Regions from separate parts of the Arabidopsis thaliana genome. Here region 2 is linked to region 1. The links are chromatin contacts, called in public capture Hi-C maps. All regions are on one chromosome and are shown on one strand. The core of a region is the stretch at or near the end of the contact, and the rest is flanking DNA. Distances in the headings are between cores, read along the strand shown.

What was found. Capture Hi-C pulls out chosen DNA fragments and counts their contacts.
Region 2: a contact with region 1 is called in a capture Hi-C map of root, with 5 times the contacts expected there. A contact is called at or near these places in 1 of 26 Hi-C or Micro-C datasets (root) and 1 of 3 other capture datasets (root).

The regions. Positions count from the first base shown.
Region 1 is chr1:11,038,342-11,042,456 of TAIR10.1, forward strand. AT1G30960 (GTP-binding family protein) reads right to left here and starts at 1,743. Exons shown (of 7, transcript NM_102835.5): 1 at 1,118-1,743; 2 at 832-921; 3 at 579-724; 4 at 87-245. The coding sequence starts at 1,636. SUF4 (zinc finger (C2H2 type) family protein) reads right to left here. Exons shown (of 7, transcript NM_102836.3): 4 at 3,266-3,675; 5 at 3,030-3,172; 6 at 2,863-2,916; 7 at 1,909-2,343. The coding sequence ends at 2,272. It overlaps AT1G06397 (a small nucleolar RNA gene), which reads right to left and starts at 2,380; the gene lies at 2,235-2,380.
Region 2 is chr1:11,314,450-11,318,564 of TAIR10.1, forward strand. It overlaps TRM9 (DUF4378 domain protein), which reads right to left and starts at 2,133. Exons shown (of 7, transcript NM_102896.3): 1 at 1,954-2,133; 2 at 175-1,191. The coding sequence starts at 750. AT1G31620 reads left to right here and starts at 2,492. Exons shown (of 4, transcript NM_102897.1): 1 at 2,492-2,558; 2 at 2,720-2,813; 3 at 3,007-3,103; 4 at 3,368-3,445. The coding sequence starts at 2,492. The coding sequence ends at 3,445. AGL86 (AGAMOUS-like 86) reads right to left here. Exons shown (of 1, transcript NM_102898.1): 1 at 4,079-4,115. The coding sequence ends at 4,079.

The sequences.
Region 1 (4,115 bases), core at 493-2,992:
CCAAACAGGGAAAAAGCACATTTCAATCAATTCGAAGACTTCCCCGGTAATTGTTTTTAAACTGAGTCTGGTATATATATATCCACCTTTCATATGCCGGAAGATCTTGGAACTCCTCAGCAACCTTTAATAGATCCTTTTTCTTCTCAACCAGATCAACTTTGTTCATACATAAAACGCGCTTTTGTTTCGGATTTTCTTCTTCTCCCATGTATTTGATCAAGCGTACCACTCTTGAATCGGGACTAGATAAATCAAAGAGAAAACAGAATTCACAAACTACAAAATAAGTCTAAGAGAACTCTATTTCTACTTGTAATTAATGAAAAACCACAGTCATGATGCCTTCTTCAAAAGAAAGAAATAGATGTGTCTTCCCATCGGTTTACGGTTCTCAAGCTTATGGATAATCTCGGAGAGATGAACAAGATATGAAAGATATCGAAACAGAGAAGCTAGAAATAATAATCCCACCCTAAGATACCCCACTTGATGATGATGCTCATAACCATACTACTCTCAGTTCCGAGATAACTTATGTAAAGCTAACAAAGTACAAAAACTAGTAAACGACTAACCTCATGAGATGCCTATGGACATCAAACATAACAATGAGGACATCAAACAGGTCAACAGAAGTCCAAGCATTTTGCACACGAGCCTTGATGTCTTTGTAACCATATCCGCTTTTCTTCAGCATCAGACCCGGAGTATCGAAGAAACACTGCAAGGTTCACAAATATCAAAAATTCAATCTACGAATGGCTGATCTCCACAACTAACCATAACGAGTAGTTTACATATGCAACAGATATATAAGAGAAAACTTACGACTTGTGTATCTCCTTTTGTCAATACTCCTAACACTTCATGTGTCGTCGTGTTAGTCTTCCGTGAAGCAGCAGCAACCTTTGTTCCAACCTACACTTGGACATAACGAAACACTAAGCATAACTCTCATCAAGATGCAATAAACAAAGATACACAATCACTTCAAAAATTGCAACTTTAGGACTAATCAAGAGTCATAGCAGCACTACATAAACATATACACAATGTCTCAATTGATTCTCAGAGACCAAATCACAGGAATGTGAAATTAAGGAAATGAGCCAACCATGAAATTAGTCAGCGAAGATTTTCCTGCATTAGGTGGACCGATGATGCCGACATTAAGCGACTTCTGATCTTCTTCTCTAACTTCACCTTCACCAAGTTCTTCATCTGGTGACTCTAACGCAGCCTCTAAGAGAGCCTTAGCGAGAATCCTTGACCTATCAACACTATCCTCATCATCTTCAGAACTCTCTTCTTCTGCAACTTTCACTTTACCTTTCTCTGTCAAGTTTCCAAAGAAGGCTTTGTTTACTCTTTCTCTGTACCCTTTATCCCAAGTTGCTTCCTTGGGCTTCTTCACGGAATCTACATTGGAATCGTCGATTGGGTATTGACTACTATCGAAAACAGAGTCGCTGCTTGATCCGTCTTCATTGATGGAAGTGGGTTCGTCTAGATTCGGCTGCGCTGAGTAAAATCGGCGGAGAAAGTTTTGTGCTTGATGGGGATTACGAGGTGTTGTCTTCGTCGTCGTTCGTGAGATGGAAATTAGTATACGTAGAGATCTAAAAGCTTTCATTTTTGTAACAATGGCGAAGTAGCGATCTCGGAGAAGTACAGATTTGAACGAAATGTAACAGAAGAGGCTTCCGAGGGTTTTAGAGGTTTTGATGTTTTGGGGAAGTGGTGACAAAGTAACTCAATATTACAGATAGGCCCCTCACTTTTTGACAAATCCAACGTAGTCCCTAACTTTGTATTCGATATAATTACTACTAGCAAAGTAGCAATACAACAAAAATTCATACTAATCGTATCAATTGGAGTTTGAATATACAGTTAATGGAAGGAATATTAGTCAATTTTGTTTTGGCAAAATATTGAACAACATGGTGCAAACATTTTGGGTGAATCTGTATAATATAATACTTTGATCAATTCAGAAGAAAAGGAGACAAAGTTCTTCCTCCAAGTCTCCAACGACCAAAAAAAAAAAGGACTAAACTTCTGAGAAAAAACATCTCTGAGATCCCTAAACAATGTAATGGTAAACTAACTCACCTGGCTAAAGAATACAACAGATGGAAAGTTAATAACTTAAAATCAGATCATAAATTCAGTATCTGAACAAAAGTGAGTGAAGACTTGTTGTTGTAACAAAGCCTTCATCCATATCGCCTTTTCTTTGACGCTGGTTTGGTTTGGTGCCAAATTCTAAAACGCCATCCGCCCAGCAAGCCTACTCTCTGAGATTCGTCTGTCTATCGCTGCATTTATCGAGTTCATCTGCAAACCAAAAGAAACAAACTTGGTGTTGAGTTAAGAAGTTGGATGCTTTATTTTGAAAGAGTTAAGTGCGTATTGTTTTGGTTCCCCAAGGCAGTGAGATTGTGCAAAGGTACCAAACTTTGCAGAGTTAAGAATATAAAAAGAGCTGACCTGGGTTTGAAACCAAACCTGTAGAGTATGATCTTGTGGAACCAATCACCACATTTTTAATACAATACAATAGACAGGAAATATAATGAAAAACAAACAGATACAAACGCTATGTTTCTCACTACCTACTATTGCAAGCTACAAATGATACCTTTCGAACATTGATTCAAAATGCTCAAGTTTCTTGCCTAAGTCCTTCTTATCATATTCTAAGGGAAGAAATTATAAACTGAATAATACGGTGGTACCTCTTAGCACAGAAACAATAGGATCTGGAACAGAAATGTATAAATAAAGCCTACCGAATGGGTTAGACTTGCAAAAGCAAACTCTTCTTAACTTTAAAAAGGGTAAATCAGAACTTACCTGGCTGGTTTCATCGTGCACTTTGTATTTTGGTAAGGACATTCTTCTTTCCTCCTGCAGATACAGACACATTGCGTCAGATTGGAAAACCAAATGGTTCATTACTCGAAACTTTTCCAATTGTAACCATTCCAACATGATGCATAAGAAATTAGGAATAAACTAACCATAGACATCGCTTCATCATCCCATACAAGATAGACCTCATTAGGCTGATTGCTAGGAGCTTTGTTTGCAATTACAGGAGGTGGACCAATTGAAGGACCGCTAGTGTTTGGGCCAGAGGCATAAGAATGAGCATTAGTCCCACCTACGGCAACAAAACATGAAAAAGATATTACAATTTGATACAAAACAGCTAAACCAAATGTAAGTCAATGATTCTACGAACTTGGGATTGAACCTGGAATAGAATTGTTAGGCGGATAAGCATCTGCTGATCCTAAAGCATCTGCATGAGATGGTTGCTGAGCCCCACCAACAGGCAGAGGAGCAGAAAATGGTGGAGCTTGAGAAGGAATGCTGTTATTCACAACAGGGAACAGAGGTTGAGGAACTGGCATTGCAGGTGATGATGTAGGAATTCCAGGAGGAGTTACTCCAGTGACTGGTGATGGTTGTATGGCAGGAGCTGAGGTTGGAGTTGGAGTCATCCCCATATTTTGAACAGGAAAAAGTGGTTGTGGTCGATACCCTAAATGGGCAGCTGGAGGTACAGAAAGAGCTGGATTTTGAGGATACCATTGTTGCGGACGAGGAGGTGGCATTTGCCATACAGGAGCAGGATGACGCATAGGAGGACCCGGATAATACCTGCTAACACGAAATATTTTATCATGGTCAATAGCCATACATATTACAATATCTAAGATCATGAACTATTTCAAAAAACTGTTTACTACAGGTGTTATTGTGGTCTTGAAGAGGAGCAAAAGAATGGTTCTAGGACAAAGTTCTATCCTGAAAAATCACGAGAACAAGCTAGGGAAACTAAGAACCTTATGGGTCATAGTTGGTTAAGTGCAACAATATCTTAGATAACGATCTATTTCAAAAAATGTTTACTACGGGTGTTATAGTGGTCTTATAGAAGAACAAAAGTAGAAAAGTTCTAGGACAGAGACAAACTAAAGAAACCAAGAACCTTTTGCATCAAGAGAACTAAAAGAAAAAAAGTTCCCCATCATTTAGCATGGATCGGATTTTTAAAAACAGAGACAACATCTAAGAATTCAACAAGTAACGGCCATAGA
Region 2 (4,115 bases), core at 883-3,382, 280 kb after region 1:
AAAAACATAAAAAAGGCTCATTGCAAGCAGATACCAAACAAACATAAAGTCTCTGTCTTTTGGTAAAGATCAAAACTTTGCAACATAGAGATCTAACATTACATAAAGATCAAAACTTTGAGATCCATATAAAAATCTAATCGTGATATGATAAGACCCATTAATTGGAAGTACCTCGGAAGGTAATTGAAGAACTGAATATCGAATATGCAAAGAACGTCCTTTAAGGTCAGGACATGGTCGACCACTCAAAGCTTCTAGAGCTGCTTTCGCGGAGAAGGGATCAGCGAAAGAGACGATAACACGAACGCCGCTATCATCCGCCGCGTAGACTCCGTTTACTTCACCGAACTCAGCGAACACCGCCGCGATTGCGTTGTGTGTTAGTCCAACCGCCGGTCCACAATTCGCGACGTATAGATTTGATGAATTTGGTTCTCCAGAAATGGAAGATGGCGATGATTGCGTCGGACGGACGAATCGCGGCTGAACCATTCTCGGAATAAAAGACTGTAACTTTCTCCGATCGTATAACGGCGAGGTATCTTCGCCGATATGTTCAATGAAAAAAACGATGACGTTTACTTGAGTTAGAAGTGTCAATTGGGCTGTCCAAAGTCCAATGGTCATGTCCACTTGGAACATTTTTTTCATGGGTTCTAATGGTTGGTCCTTAATGGACAATGGTCTGAAAATTTGTCCAAGACCATTAAGGACCATTGTCCAATGGTCAGCCCATGGCCAGCCCATACAATGATGTTTATATACAATGCATTTTCACACAATCTCGTTAAAAGCTCTATTTATAACACCATAACATCAACATGAAATGAAGTAATCAACAGTGACAACTCAAACATGCATCTAAGACTCTCTATATGCACCTACAAGTAAAGAAAAGAGACTACAATGGCTACAGGGAGAATGATTTAACAGAGAAACCCACACAAAAAAAAAGATGACTTGGTGAACTAGAGTAAGAAGATGACCTCCCACGTCTCCCACAGACTCAAAACTTACATACAATTCACAAAGTCGAGTAGTTACATAGATTCTAACCACAGAGACTTTGTTCCTAAAGGGTTCAAAAGAAGGAGAAAGGTTTCAAATTTACATTACCATGAAAAAGGAATTGGGAGACTGAACAAGACGTTTGAGCTTGTGCTTTCTCTTCTCAAGCTCAGCTGGAGCCTACAAACAAAACAGATTCAAGCAAAAACAAAATTAGCTTAGAACTTTTGTTGTATCATAAATGGAAAAACCTCAAAACTGTAGTTAAATAAATGTATCTTGCATGAATAACTTATTTTCCCTATCTTGTATGTTCACAGACAAATTCAAACAAGTTTAAAGGAATGTTTTTAGTTATCCACATGATGTATGATTCTCAGAATCTTGAAAGTGATCTAACTTATTGGACTTCAGTAGTAGTGGCAGCAACAATTTCGTGTTAGTCTTTTTCATTCCCACAACAATAAGAGTATTATTGAATTAGTCATCACTTAATTGATTTCCAACGTTTGGTCAAACAAGTGACGGATTGTGGTGAGAAACGATTACTTAATTGTGGAAATTAGCTATAAGAAATGTTCATAAACATTAGCGAACACACACTTAGCTCCATACATAAACACCAAGCTCTACACAATTAATTACAAGCTCTACCAAAACCAAACTCTACATATTCTGTGAGGCATTTCATCAAACACATGGTTGGCATCAAAGGAAGGGAGAGAGAGAATAACAAAGAATAGCAAATAAGTGAAATTTGGACAAACCCACAAGCTGAAATCAAAGAAAGCATATGCAGAATCACAATTAAGGAATAGCAAAGAACAAAGCGATGAAATTGCATCAGGACTTAGAGAACAAAATCGATGAGACTAACATATGAACGCATATTTCAGAGAGAACTTATTCTAATCAACGGATTCATATTCTAATAGAACTAACCGGAGTAGGAGTCGAAAGAGAGGTCGAAGCGAGAGAGAGAGAGAGAGAGAGCTTCGTCGCCGAGAGAGAACAAAGTCGACGTGTGAGAGAGAAGAGAAGAAAACTGATGTGTTGAGAAAATTGATGGGCCAACCATAGACCGTATGGGTTAGCCCATTATACCCGTGGACAAAATTGGTCTTTAGACCATATGACCCGTTTTAGTTACGAACATTATGGATTGGGTTTAGCCCATGGTTAGATGACCATTTGACAGTTCTAACTTGAGTTATGGGCCTCATTAGGCCCATTTGATATTCACATGGGCTGATTAATATATTAAAAGAAAAAAAAAAGAAATTTGAGAAAGGAATAGCTAGGCCTAGGGCTTCGTCAGGAATCTCCATGAAACGCAAGGACGTACAGATTTTGTAGCAGCCGAAGTAAGTTAGGTCCGATATCGCTACAGTATCTAGATTGCCTGCGAAGTCTGTAATGAAGAGCCACAAAAACTAAAGTCATTTGCCGAATCAAATCTAGGGTTTGTTTAGGAGGCGCCATGAAATGTAACGAGCGAGATTGTAATAACGATAACGGGGAGGAAGATGAGAAAGACACAAACACAAGTAGGTTAGACTTAGATTCGCTCCCTCTTGATCTAAATATGGTTGTACTAGCTAGATTGCCTGCCAAGTCTCTTATGAAGTTTTGATTCGTGTCAAAGATGTGGCAATCCATCATCCGAAGCCGAGGGTTCATTGATTACTTCTTCTCTATGTCCTCGAAGCAATCGCGGTTAAATTACCTGCTACCACTGCTTTGATCGTGGGATACGATCCTATTGATGATCAACACAAAGCATTATCCTTGAAGAGAAAAAGGTATGATATCTAGTGGTCATCTGGAGAACAAGTTATGAACATTGGGAGATGGTGAAGTATGGATACACATTAAAGATACCCCTTTACCTTATAGGGCGGGTCATCAAGCGAGTGTATTCATCAACGGTTTTCTCTACTAAGCTGCTTTCTTAACCAAAACTAAAGAGACAGTTTTGGTTTGTTTTCATTTTAGAACTGAGAAACTGAGTTTTATCAATGCACTTAAGGGTTTTGTGCAATGGGGAAGTGAAGCAGTATTCATTGAATACAAAGGGAAGCTTGCTTCCATTGTGAGCGACCATTATGATCGGTTTCCATAGTTTCGATTTATGGATACTAGAAGACGTCGAGAAACATGAATGGTCAAAGCAAACATGTGTGTTTCCCTCCTCTTTTTGGGATGATGTTGAGTGTGCTAAAATGTCATTTCCAGACACCAACAAGGCTGGTGAGATCATTATTGCCCCAAAGAGGTTGTCACTCAATTTTCGACCCTTCTACATTTTCTACTACAATGTTGAAACAAAAAACATAAGAAGAGTTAAAGCTCCTAGGATTTGGAGACAGTGAAGAGTTTAGGCGCTCTTATGGATTCGAAAGAACCTCCGGCTCCCGTGAATCTCTTGTTCTGATCGCACATAACCACACGTCCAGAGTGTTGGCTTTTTTAAGGATCCTAGAATTAATTTAACTTGATTCGTAGGATCCTAATGTAAGAGATAACTGAAAACTTGCCTTTTATTTTAGTTTCATTATTTTATCATGTTGATTTTTCAAATTTTCAACACTAAACAAGCTACAGTTTGTATTGTTAATCTTTTGGGTTTGCTGAGACGTGTGTTCATTATTTATGTTCATGTTTTTACTTCTTTAGTGTGTTCATTTGCTCGCTATATAGGTAGGTGTGGGAAGTAAATAAATTATGGATTGAGAAAGAGATATACAGAGTATTGATGTTTTTGCGAATAATATATCCAAAGTAAGATTTTCTATGAAACAAAATATATTTGATTTTAGCAGATCTATTTAGTTATGTATTTTAAGAACAAAAAACAAAGTAAAAACAAATTTATGACCAAACTTCTTCAAATATAATTGAAATATCCGGCTCTACGGCGCAGAAATACATTACCCAATACATAAAAATATAACTGACTTAAAGGTAAAACCTTCAACTCTTACAACAATTAACTGAAAAGAAAAGACATTATTAGAGATTGGTCTTTTGAAATGGACAAAACACAAATGCAAACTACTGAAACACATCACACAACGGTGGTGTTGGTGGTGGTGGTGGTGGTG